Linked DNA regions of Zea mays: region 2 is linked to region 1. The links are chromatin contacts, called in public Hi-C maps. All regions are on one chromosome and are shown on one strand. Each heading gives the region's core, a stretch centred on a gene start, on an enhancer-like site or on the middle of the called end of the contact. The rest is flanking DNA. Distances are from core to core; before and after follow the strand shown. Region 1 holds the start of LOC100501293. Region 2 holds the start of LOC100278491.

Region 1 (6,241 bases), core at 2,443-4,942:
TGGGGTGGTATTTATAGCCACCATCCAATTTTGTAGCCGTTGGAGAAGCTGCTGGCGATGGGCGCACCGGACAGTCCGGTGCACACCGGACATGTCCGGTGCGCCAGCCACGTCATCCTATCCGTTAAGATTGGAGCTGGTCGACCGTTGGAGGCTTTGTCCTCATGAGGCACCGGACAGTCCGGTGCAGCACCGGACAGTCCGGTGCCCCTCTGACTTCTGCTCTGACACTCTGAATTCAACTGTACACTTTGCAGAGTCGACCGTTGCGCGCAGATGACCGTTGCTCCGCTGGCACACCGGACAGTCCGGTGAATTTTAGCGGAGCGACCTCCCACTTTCCCGAAGCTGGCCAGTTCAGAGCCGCTTCACTCTGGAGCACCGGACACTGTTCGGTGGTGCACCGGACAGTCCGGTGAATTATAGTGGGCTGCGCCTGAGAAACCCGAAGGTGAAGAGTTTGAAGGCAATCCTCCCTGGTGCACCGGACACGGTCCGGTGGTGCACCGGACACTGTCCGGTGGCACACCGGACAGTCCGGTGCGCCATACCAGGGAGCACTTCGGTTTCTCTTTGCTCCTTTCTTTTGAACCTTGTCTTGTTCTTTTTATTGGTTTTGAGTTGAATCTTTGGCACCTGTAGAACATGTAATCTAGAGCAAACTAATTAGTCCAATTGTTTGTGTTGGACATTCAACCACCAAAATCATTTAGGAAAAGGTTTAAAGCCTATTTCCCTTTCAATCTTCGTCCTTTGCACGCGTTAGTATGGGACACAACTCCGTTAACAAGTAAAACGTCTCGTTCCCAACCAAATCTCCGTCTGGTTGCGCTTTTCATCTGCGGAGCTCGCTATCGTTGTTTCCAACCATGGTACAGACAAAGTGTTTCCTTCTTTATCATGTAAACATCCTTCTTTATTTGCAAAAATGTAAAAGGCGAGAGGTTTGCCACAGTACAGAGGCAGTGTATCATACAACTGTATTTGCAAGTGCACTCGGGTTCACAAGTTTTATTTATGAGGGCTATGTCGTCTCATACAGAGAATGCTCTTCTTGCTCTACCATCAACCCAGAATAAAGTTCTTCAAGTGGCCATTGTCATCCACCTTGACCTCACAAAAAAATTCAGGATCCTCTTCTTGTTTCTTATGAAAATACACCAAAGTTGATTCCACATCCATACCAATGAGTTTTTGCCTTGCAGATGCTATCTCATTACTAACATCCTTTCTTTTGAACTTTAGGTTGCTCATACCACCATGCAAAGCACCCAAATACTGATGTATCTTTGAGGTCTCAATATTTTGGGCACGCATATCTTCAATGACTTCCTTATCCGCATCTTCCATTGATCGGTGAGAGCGAAGGTTTCTTATCTTTGAAGGAGATGTGACCATAAGATGGTTATGGTTATCATAAAAAACACTAACTCGCCACACTCCATCCTCCAATGCCACTCTAAGACGTGCTTTGCAACCGGTTCGGGTGAGAGCAACCTCCTTTTGGGGCTTTGTTGATTTCCTGTAGTCTGCATTAATTTTACAGCTTCCTTGACACCTTTAGAAAATCCTGCCTTGGAGCAAAACCACAATCTAGATGTGATTACCCCTGATTTCGATGTTGTATGTGTAGTGGCACGAATACTAAACCCTTTATTGAAGGCATATTTATTATAGAATCTCTTTGCTTCGTTCTGTGAAGAAAATTCTTTTCCCACAAATGGAGTCCACTGTAAATGCTCGTGTGGATCAATTATGTCGTCGTTGCCATCAACCGTGCTGGCCATGTTCAGTCCTATTAAAAAGAAATATCAAATTGATAGTCTCAAGTAGTAACAGGCTCAAGTAGTAACGCTGAAATCTGCAACCTTACAGAAACAATATATATAATTATATACGGGTGTGGGACTAAACCTAGAAGAATTTTTTTACGGACCCTACAAAGACTGCTTAAAAACAGAGGACTGAATCAACAACTGGACTAGGCTTACCTTATTGTGGATGCGCCATATTGATATGATCCTGCTGTGCTACACCTTCACCGGCTTCCATGGAGTGGATGCTGCACCACGCCTGGATGTTCCTCCGCTGCCTCAGTTGCCATGGCTGCAGAGAAGAGGAAACAACGATCGCAAACAGAGCGGATGAAAAGCGCAGCCAGACGGATATTTGGTTGGGAACGGTGCTGTTTTACTTGTTAACGGATTTGTGAGATCATGGGCCCCGCGCAATCTGCGGCAGCGGCGGGAGGCTAATCTACATCCAGCCATCGACTGCTCCATCGTGCGGCTGTGACCGTTTATAGCACAACAGACCAGTGCTATGTGTAGCAAACTAGCAACTCTCTCTCTCTATATATAAAGGTTTAGTTGGCTAGAGAAAGGAGAGAGAAAACATGAACCATTGTTCTTGTTACCTTAATCTACTACTTTCTTCTCTTCTTTGGTGCTTTGCCGAGAAATGCATCCGAGTCTCTCTAAGAAAGTGAGATGAGCGCTGTTGCTTGACCAATTACTGGTAGCAATAGATCATTTGAGTCTATGCGAAACTGAGATCAGCTGTTGCTTGACCAATTACCGGTAGCAACACAAGCACCCTGATATGTTGAGTTTTCATCAAAGGTACACAGGAACGAATCGATCAAATCAAATAATGGTTTGTTTGGAAGCACAAAGTCTTAAGAAACTGCTTTATAGAAACTATAGCGGTCCTAAACATACTAGTTTATAATCCAGTTTTTCTAAAATCAAGAAGTTACTATCCCCTAACTAAAACCAGCTTTTGTTTATTTCATCACACTATGTCTTCGTTGGTTTCATGAAATTTATATCTATTGGCACCGCTTTTTAAAAATACAGGAAAAATATGTTACTAATTAACATCCTCGGACTTTTTTCTTCATAAATCAGTTTCTAGAAATTAGAAATAGGAATAGTAACTAATTAAGAGCAACTCCAATAGTTCTCTAAAAGACTTCCTAAATCAATAATTTAGGTAGTTAACATAAAAACTATTCTCCAACAGTTCTCTAAATGAACTTTCTAAATTTAACAACTTGTCATCTAACCTCATTTTCTCTCTACATTTGGCAACCATTTAACAACTCCCTAAACAAAAATATTGACTGCATTATATAGTTTTTGTGACTTATTTTTTATGTGGATAGATACAAAACAAAATTACAACCTATATTTAGAGAACTATTGGAGAACTCACATTTTTTTACTCCAAAAGCCATTTAGCAACTTCTTAAATCTATGATTTAGAGAGCTAAAATTTACATAACTATTGGAGTTGCTCTAAAAAAACTGCGTTCGCTTCCCAACAGACGCTAGAATCGGAAGTATGGGCAAATGCGTCACTCCATCGGAGCCGCCCACTTGCCATGTCCTGATGTCCATATGGTATCTTCCCATTGGCGCTCACTTCCGGAAAGCCTTGATTCACGTTCAGGGATCCAACTTTTCAGTCACCGATCTGTGGGCCCCGGCCGTAAAAGGAATCTGTACCCCACCCGTTCCACCTCTTCCCGGCGAAAGTGGCGCCATGGGGGGAAACTGGTCTGGGAAGGAGAGTGGTGGCCGTGCCTGCCCTCCCCCCGCCCGGCCAGCGGCAAACCCAAAATTTGAACCCGCCGCTTCGACTGACTACTACCCCACCATCCAAAACCCCACTCCGGCCTCCGCCGTCATTTCCTCTCCCCGCCAATCCGCCACCATTTCCAGTTCCGACCGACCTCGAAACCCTAGCCCCCAGACCATCCCACTCGCAACCGCCATGCCGGACCTCCCCTGCGACGGCGATGGCGTCTGTATGGTCTGCCGCGTCGCATCCCCGCCGGAGGTCGACCTCCTCACCTGCTCCACCTGCACCACGCCCTGGCACTCTCCGTGCCTCTCCAAGCCCCCCGCCCTCGCCGACGCCGCCAGCTGGAGCTGCCCCGACTGCTCCCCCGACTCCGCTGCCGTCGCCGCTCCCTCGGGCCCCGCCAACACCCTGGTCGCCGCCATCCGCGCCATCGAGGCTGACCACACACTCTCCGACCAGGAGAAGGCGCGCCGCCGCCAGGCCCTCCTCACCGGCGACGCCCCCGACGGCGCGGACGACGATGACGACGAAGCGTCCGACGATGCCCTTGAGATCGTCGGCAAGAACTTCAGCTGCGTTTTCTGCATGAAGCTCCCTGAACGACCCGTCACGGTAACGTTTCCTCTCTCCCCATCTAACAGCAACCGCCGAATTGGCTTGTGGACTTTCCTTGCTTACTTCCTTCTTAATTGAACCTGTATTCGTACACTTCTTTCTTTAGTCCCAGTGCCGGGGGGGGGGGGGGGGGGGGGGGGAGGGGGAGGTTACAAATTTAGTCAAACTCAAAAAATCTTGACTAGCGTGGGTAACGTAGTGACAGTTATTTTGGGATGGAGCGAGTATATCCTTGTTTTCCGATCGGATTTTTTTTACCGTTCTGGAAGTACCTGCATAACGTTTATTCGCTATGTTCCTTCACCGGGAAGATTTGATTTACTCAAACTTACCAGATACCACGGATCATGCACTGTCTGTATGTAAGCTGTTTGCCTGATTGTTCTCAACAAAACCATTTAAGACTGGTTTAGTGACAAGGGAATTGGAGGTAATCCATGAGGGGGAAATCTCTTGCTATTTAAAATTGAATAGCAAGGGATTACCTCCCCATGGATCCCCTCCAATTTCCTTGTCACCAAACCAGCCCTTATTGTTTTGCTGTACTTTAGTTGGTAACATACTGTTAATCTCTTTAGGAGATGAATAACCATTTCACTCAATAATTGTTTATGCCAGTCCTAATCCATATATTCTTTTCTTTTGCAGACACCCTGTGGCCATAACTTCTGCTTGAAATGCTTCCAGAAGTGGATTCAAAATCAGAAGAGGACGTGTGGGAAATGTCGGGCGCAGATCCCGGCCAAAATGGCTGAGCAGCCAAGAATCAACTCCGCACTAGTCGAAGTTATCAGGATGGCTAAGATTTCAAAGAATCCTAACTCTGCTGGCTCAGCAGTTCCATATCACTATCTACGAAATGATGATAGGCCTGATAAGGCCTTTACAACTGACAGGGCTAAGAGGGCTGGAAAAGCAAACGCATCAAGTGGCCAGATCTTTGTGACTATTGCACCTGATCATTTTGGCCCCATTCTTGCAGAAAATGACCCCCGCAGGAATATGGGTGTTCGAGTCGGGGAAACATGGGAAGACCGACTTGAGTGCAGGCAATGGGGTGCTCACTTTCCTCATGTGGCTGGCATTGCTGGCCAGTCTACGCATGGTGCTCAATCAGTAGCCCTCTCAGGAGGGTATGAAGATGATGAAGACCATGGAGAGTGGTTTCTTTACACCGGAAGGTTTACTAATTTAATTACTTGCTGTTCTCTTTTTCATGATTGATCCTACATGTATTCTCCTGGTTGAAATGTCTGGAAAATTATATCTAATGCAGCGGTGGGAGGGATCTAAGTGGTAACAAGCGGACAAACAAGGAACAGTCATCTGATCAGAAATTTGAGAAGCTGAATGCTGCTTTACGCATTAGTTGCTTAAAGGGCTACCCTGTTAGGGTTGTACGGTATACTTTCTTTTGCCATATTTACACATAAAACAGCGAGGTTTGCCATGTTTCCTGTGTTGTCTTTCCTTGTCTATTTGCTTGTTTCTGGAATTCTTAAATATTGATGTTCTTGGGTGTTTTGACAGTCGTCTATATATGCTTCGTGTCCTCCAATTGCTGGACCTTTGTCTCACTATATTGTCTTAAAAGGTCGCACAAAGAGAAGCGGTCCTCATATGCTCCTGAATCTGGTGTGAGGTACGACGGGGTTTACAGGATTGAGAAGTGCTGGAGGAAGATTGGTATTCAGGTAACTTGGTTCATGTATTCAGATTGCACGTGTATCTATGCTTGCATATTATGCAGCTACTTATTAGCTAACAGTGGGCAAACATGTTGATATGTATTTACTCTTCTGTCTTTTTCTTTGCCATAGGGTAAGTTCAAGGTCTGCAGGTATCTCTTTGTACGCTGTGACAATGAACCAGCTCCTTGGACCAGGTTGGACAAAACACTTCGTGTCATCACTGTCACTGCTAGATTAGTTCTTGACCTTAAAGAAAAAAATGTGTGATCTTCCTGCTGACATCTGTACTGTGCTTTTTAGTGACGATCACGGTGACCGTCCAAGACCATTGCCAAAGATAAAGGAGC
Region 2 (6,241 bases), core at 1,379-3,878, 250 kb before region 1:
TTACATATTTGAGTTCTTGACAACACACGCATCTATAACTGTAATTCATAACATCAGCTGTTTTGTTGTCTTCCATTTAGCTTATAAGTTTTCACTGAAAGCATGTGGCCTACTATAACTTGAACTACTAGCCTGATTGTATCTGTGTGCTTTTAGCAGCCGATGTCCACTGCACAACGAAGCGATAGGTCTTCTGGCAGTAAGGTGAGAGGAGGCCCTTGTCTGTTGCATTTCTGATACAATGATGTCTTTGAGTTGAACGGGTTTTCATGTGTTTGTGTTTTCCCCCCTTAAAAAAATTGCAGCCATGGGAGATGCATTCGTATTCACAACAGAGGCCTGGTTATGGATCCAACTCCCAGTTGAGTGATGATGGATCATACTCTGATGCCCAGGACAGCTATGCTCCTTCCTATCACCAGAATGGAAAGGCCCCTGATTTTCAAGCGGATGAACCTAGGCCTTTGACTTACAACACTGGGGTTGAGGAAAGACCGCCACCGCAGCGCCGCTGGGTGCCCCCTCAGCCTCCAGGTGTTGCGATGCCAGAAGCAGCAGCTGCCATACGTCAACCAAAGGCCCTTCCAAAGCAGCCCTCCAGCGATGCCTCTGAGGCAGCTGGTGAGATGCAGGTGAATGGTTCAAGTGCATCGGATGCTGTGACTGAGGTTCCTGTTAATGGTGCTACTGCAAGCGATGCTGGACGCAGTGAGATCCAAGAACAATCAGTGGCGGCCTAAGTGAAACCAAGACCAGCTAAGAACTGGGAAGCAATCTAAGAGAGATTCAGGATCTCTAGTACATCTGGGGGGTTTGTCATACATCTCTGAATAACGTCTGTATCAGAACAGCGGGGCAACCACGCCGATGGGTACCCGTAATAATGCAATAAGTAGCAGATAGTTTCTGCATTTAGATTAATGCTACTTGTACACAGGAGAACATATCAATAATATTTTTTTGGCTGTTCGATTGAGGGTGCTTAAAAAGTGTGCTTGTGAATTGTTGTATTTTGATCTTGATCTTGTGATGACTAGCAATCGCAATGGACCAAATGGAGATGGTCGTTTGTTTTCTTGTTGCTGTCTCGCTTTATTCCATTCAGGTGTTGTTTTTTCAGGGTCTGCCAAGAATGAGAATGAATCCATTCAGGTGTTCTCCAGGGGCTATTTCCTGCGTTTGCCAGGGATGAGAATGAATGGCGGCGTACACATGGATTGTTTTCGTCAGTTCATGATCTCCCCAGACCCTTGTCATCGTTCAAATTCAGTTGGATATTTCTTTTTTGTTTTGTTTTGTTTTGTTTTGGAGTACAAAGTGTAAACTTATGACAGGATTCCAATTATTGTTGTTGTCTCAGGTCAAAGGTGGGATACCACCAGCAAAGGAACATTACCCTGACAGAGGATGATAAAGGATGCTAGTGCGGAGTACCACTAGATAGAGCAGCGATGCATGTAGGTCTACCATTTACACAAATGCATGGGGAGAGAAACCAGCCGCTGAACTGGTGGATTTCAGGATCCATTTACAAAAGACTGACGATCAGCAGCTACAAGGAACATGGGTCAGTAGCTGAACGACCTAGATGCATCCTAACCATACAGACTGGTCAGTGGTGGATTGCATGATGATCTGTAGCAGATGCACGCTGCGCTTGCAGCACCTTGTCAACCTTGGCAAGAAGATGTTGCATTTCTCCCACAAGACTGAGACTGTCCACGGCCGGCTTTGCATTCGCTTCTTGAGGTGACTTGGCTTTAGACGACAAGGACAAGATCATCTTCCCAAGATTGTTCCTAATATCTGTGAGAGGGAGCTTTGGAAGAGGCGTGATGGGAGGGAGATCCTGGACGCTCGGTGCTGCAAATGCGCCGCCAAGAGTCGCGGCACAGCTCAAGGCGCTCTCTGCTTGAGCCCTGGTGGCGAACACCACGCGCGCGGTGTGCTTGTTCTTGTCTTGGGTGATGCTGGTCTCGGAGTCGATCACAAAGCCAAACCTGCTGAAAGTGGAGAGGAGGTCCTCCCTGGAGGGCAGCGGAGTTCCCTCTGCCAAGTCCAGCACAAGTGCCACAGGATTCCCGACATAGCTGTGCTGCCCAACGGTCTTCATCGTCTTTCTCTTCCTCTTCTTGGCCAAGGACGATCCGTCGTCTGGGCCTGCATTAAGGTTGAGCATCATCTTGCGGCCAACACCAGCAGCTGATGGAGGCTTGCTGACACCATCGTCTTGGGAGGCACCGCCCGCGGCAGCATGGGAATCGGGATGGTCGTCGACGAAAATGCTGTTCCTGTTCCTGCTATCCATGGCCATGAAACGGAGGGCTGCCGCTTCCATCCCCTTACCCTGCCCGAGCGCTGAGGCTCGGAGAGTGGGGAGCACCTCCGCGCCGGAGACATGGGGTTGCCCCTCCTCTCGCTGCTTCTGGCTGCCGGCGGCCTTCTTTTCTTGGAGGACGCCTGTGTCGGTATAGGGAGGGGAGAGGTACCTGCTTCTCTTGCGCTCTCTCTTGGTGACGGCCAGGGCTGCCTCGTCCACGGCCGGATGGATCAGCTGGCTCTGGCTGCCGCCGCTCCCCTCCATAGCCATGGAAACGGGCGGCACGCGGCAGCTGGGGCGGCCACGGGCGACGGGACGGGGCGGGACGTGGCAGGACAAGAGTGAAGTCACCGCAGTTGAGTGCAGGGCGGGACCCGCCACTGTTTGATCGAGTTTTAGGCCTTGATCGTTTGTGTCGGATCGCATCCGGAATTGTTCCAGTTAAGGGCTTGTTCGGTTATTTCCAAAACACATGGATTAGATGGGATTGGAAAAAATTGAGAAGAAGTTTGACTTATTTGAGATTCAAACTCATCCAATCTCACTCAATCCACATGGATTGAGAGCTAACCAAACATGCCCTAATTAAAATTTATATAAATTAGAGAATCAATTCGGTTAGGAATCGTTCCGACTCATCAATCCGGCACAACGAACAAGACCTTATGGGGTTAGAATCGGGCTTTGCTTCTCAACCTATTTGTATGAGAATCGTTTATATGAAAATCTCTCAAATCAATATGAATGTACGATTCGTCAAGTCATTGTAAATAGAGAAATCTATCAATTAAGCTCTTTAATAGCCTAAACCGACAAGAGCTCCATAAGAGAGAGAGAGGAATAGAGTACTTCTCTTGATATAACATGCGAGACAATTACATACATAAGGTGGTGAAAATAAAGTACACATCACATCGGTGCTTTGTGGTTGCATTGTGGTTTAGGGTTACAGAAGATATATACTAGTTTCCTCTGGTAGCTAGTGCATGCTTAATCATCATATGCGTGCGAGGTGAATGGGGCATCCGTTTCTGAGCCTGGGAAACATTGCCCACTTCTCAAGGCTGGGGTCGTCGTCGGCCATCTCCCATCTCCATGTTGTAACAAGGTGGTGCAGAAAAATGAGCATCATGATTTTGGCGAGGTTCATCCCCAGGCAGGTTCTCCCGCCTGCTCCAAACACCAGGAAGCTGTACGGCTGCTTCGTGTGCATGCTATGCCCGCCTTTGAATCTTGAAGGATCAAACATGGTGGGGTTGTGGTAGAGCGTCGCATCGTAGTGTAGGGCCCTCGCATCAATGTTCACAATCCACCCCTTGTGGATGTGGAACCCTGCGACCTGGCAGTCCTCGAGTGCTACCCTTGGAAACCAGGAAACTATGCTCGCCATCCTCAATGATTCTTTAACCGTCTGCATGCAAATTAATGCAATAAGCAGCAAGAATTAATAACATTTAATTAATTTCCAGCTTGCTGATAGAGATGCATATGTATGTTGTGGATCGGACGACGGACAGACACCATGTATGCAAGCTCCATGCTGTTGAGATGTTGGAGGAGATCATGATCTGCCTCCTCCTGCTGCTGCTGCTGCTTCAGCTCCAGCTGAACTGACTGCATCAACAACAGATTCGGATTATTCGACATTTATCTGGTCTGGTGTGGGTGGACTACTGATGATGATTATTGACCCACCCACCCTCAAGGTTTCTTGGAAGACTTTGTTGTCAGCCAGGTACTTGACCATCCATGTAATTGCGCTCGCTGTCGTCACCTGCCCTGTTATCGTTGTTAATTTATAATAATACGTAAGAAGAAGAAGAACGTGCTGCATGTAATTAAAAGCAAGCAAGCAAGCAAGAAATTATATATTTTTTTTGTAGGTTGTCGTACCGGCAATGATGAGCGTCAAGATGTTATCGAGAATCTGGTCGTCAGTGAGGAAGAGGTCGTCGTCGTCGTTATGATGAGCTGACGACGATGGTAAAAGGTGTTGTTGCTGCTGGCTCCGCCTCCTCCTCCTACTCCTGAGAAGAAGAAGGCTCTGCAGAAAGTCGTCGCCGTGCTGCTGCTCCTCCTCCTCCTCCTCCATGTCCATGATCTGTCTCTGTCTTGATCCTATCTCTTGCCTGAGCACGTCCATGATCCTTTTCCTGGCCCGGAGGCCCGCGTGGAACCTGGTCCCCGGCAGCCTGAGCGGGAACGCCAGCATGGCCCGCGTCACGGCCAGCACGTCGCTCTGCAGCCGCCTCCTCGCATCGGGCCGCAGCGTCCTCCCGATGAGCATGTCGCAGATGGCCTCGAATGTTAGGTCCAGCGCGGCGTCGAGCACCACCACGGCCCCAGTGCTGCTGCTCCAGTCGCGCTTCATGAGCCTCCGCGTGAGGCCGTCGAAGGTGGCGGCCAGGGACGCCGTGGCCTGCGCGTTGAAGAGGGGCGCCACGGCGCGCCGCAGGGCGCGGTGGGTGGCGTGGGAGGCGCACAGCAGGCTGTGCTCGCCGAGGAGCTCCGCCACGGTGCGCACGTAGCGCTTCGAGAAGCCGGCTGGCTCGGCGCCCAGGAGCGACCTGGCGGCGTCGGCCGACGAGACGAACACGTGGGTGGCGCCCAAGAGCGAGGTGCGGAAGCAGGGGCCGGGACCGTACCTGCGGTGGCGAGCCTCCACGAAGTGGTAGAAGCCCCTGCCGCTGCTGTTGGCGGACAGGAAGGCCAGCGTCTCCACGACGGACCACCACCAGCGGCTACCCCTTCTCGGTGGTGGTGGTGGTGGTGGTGCTGCTGCTGCTGCTGCATGATCATTCTTCACCCTCCTCCTCCCTTGGAATTTGATCAATCGTCTGATGATCACGACGCAGTAGATGATGACCGCTGCTAAGAAAAAGAAAAAGAAGATGCTGCTGCTGCTGCTGTGGCTTTGGCAGGCTGGTGGTGCTTGGAGTTGGCGGTGCATGTCGTCCATGGCTAGGAAGGAGGAGGGATAGGAGTCATAGGACAGCTCCTGCCCATGCATCATGCTCTAGTGTAAAAGAGAAGAAGATGAGCCCGTCGTCGGTCACATTCGCAATCACTCACTCCACTTGCCATCGCAATGCAACAGGAGCAGCCACCAGCTCCGGCCGGCCTCCCGGCAGTACAAGTAGAATAGATGCCATCAGGATACACGACGACTAGGACACTGCTGCTGGTGGAGGATCCACTGTCCACCCCCCACCCAGCTACCTCTGGAATGTCCTGTCCATATTCATAGCATATTAGTGTAGCGGGCGTACTGTGAAGGCAGGCGCGGCGTAGTGGAGAAGACTGCGCAGCTGCCTTTCCTGCGATGTGTTTTGCACGTACACATGTACTAGCTGGTGCACATTGGACGTAATTGGTTGGTGGGTTCAGCCGCGCCGGGCTCACGCCGGTCTGGCCAGCCAGCGAAACTCTCGCCTCCCCTTCCCCGCTGATGCAGGTGACCCGGTGGAAAAGCGTCTCTCGAACCAATACTCGTGCAGGTCAGCCTCCGCAATATCACTGCACACTATTTTCGTCGGTTAAACCCTGATCGTCGAAAATAGTGTCTTACTTTTGGCAGCTGTGAGTGGCCGTCGAAAACAATGTTACTTTCGACGGCTAAGTTTCACGGCCACCAAAAAAACTTAGGGCTTGTTCGGTTATTGATATTATATATGTATTGGAATGTATTGGGTGCAATTTAAGATGAATTTTGACTTGTTATAGATTTAAATCGGCTCAATCCCACCCAATATATATGGATTATCACCAAAACGAACAAGCACTTATGGGATTTTAACATGTAGCCGAAACATTTCTTCTCTCTTTCCTCGCTTTCCTTCTCCCTCCATCCTCTGATGTCGTCTGATGTCGTGACTGCTGCTCCCGCCGCATCCCCTGGCTCGCCCCGCCCACGCGCTGCCG

What was found. Hi-C and Micro-C count contacts between places; a contact is called where the count stands out from the background.
Region 2: a Hi-C map of tassel shows a contact between it and region 1, with 3 times the contacts expected there. The contact joins the promoter of LOC100278491 here to the promoter of LOC100501293 in region 1. A contact is called at or near these places in 3 of 25 Hi-C or Micro-C datasets (ear, leaf and tassel).

The regions. Positions count from the first base shown.
Region 1 is chr8:138,775,350-138,781,590 of Zm-B73-REFERENCE-NAM-5.0, reverse strand. LOC100501293 reads left to right here and starts at 3,692. Exons shown (of 9, transcript NM_001362594.1): 1 at 3,692-4,200; 2 at 4,852-5,384; 3 at 5,480-5,605; 4 at 5,798-5,897; 5 at 6,024-6,088; 6 at 6,195-6,241. The coding sequence starts at 3,778.
Region 2 is chr8:139,028,353-139,034,593 of Zm-B73-REFERENCE-NAM-5.0, reverse strand. LOC100278491 reads right to left here and starts at 2,628. Exons shown (of 1, transcript NM_001151753.2): 1 at 1,413-2,628. The coding sequence starts at 2,590. The coding sequence ends at 1,613. LOC100501664 (putative cytochrome P450 superfamily protein) reads right to left here and starts at 5,409. Exons shown (of 4, transcript NM_001196342.2): 1 at 4,214-5,409; 2 at 4,020-4,099; 3 at 3,842-3,934; 4 at 3,152-3,731. The coding sequence starts at 5,333. The coding sequence ends at 3,318. It overlaps LOC100283640, which reads left to right. Exons shown (of 11, transcript NM_001156541.2): 10 at 157-204; 11 at 306-989. The coding sequence ends at 740.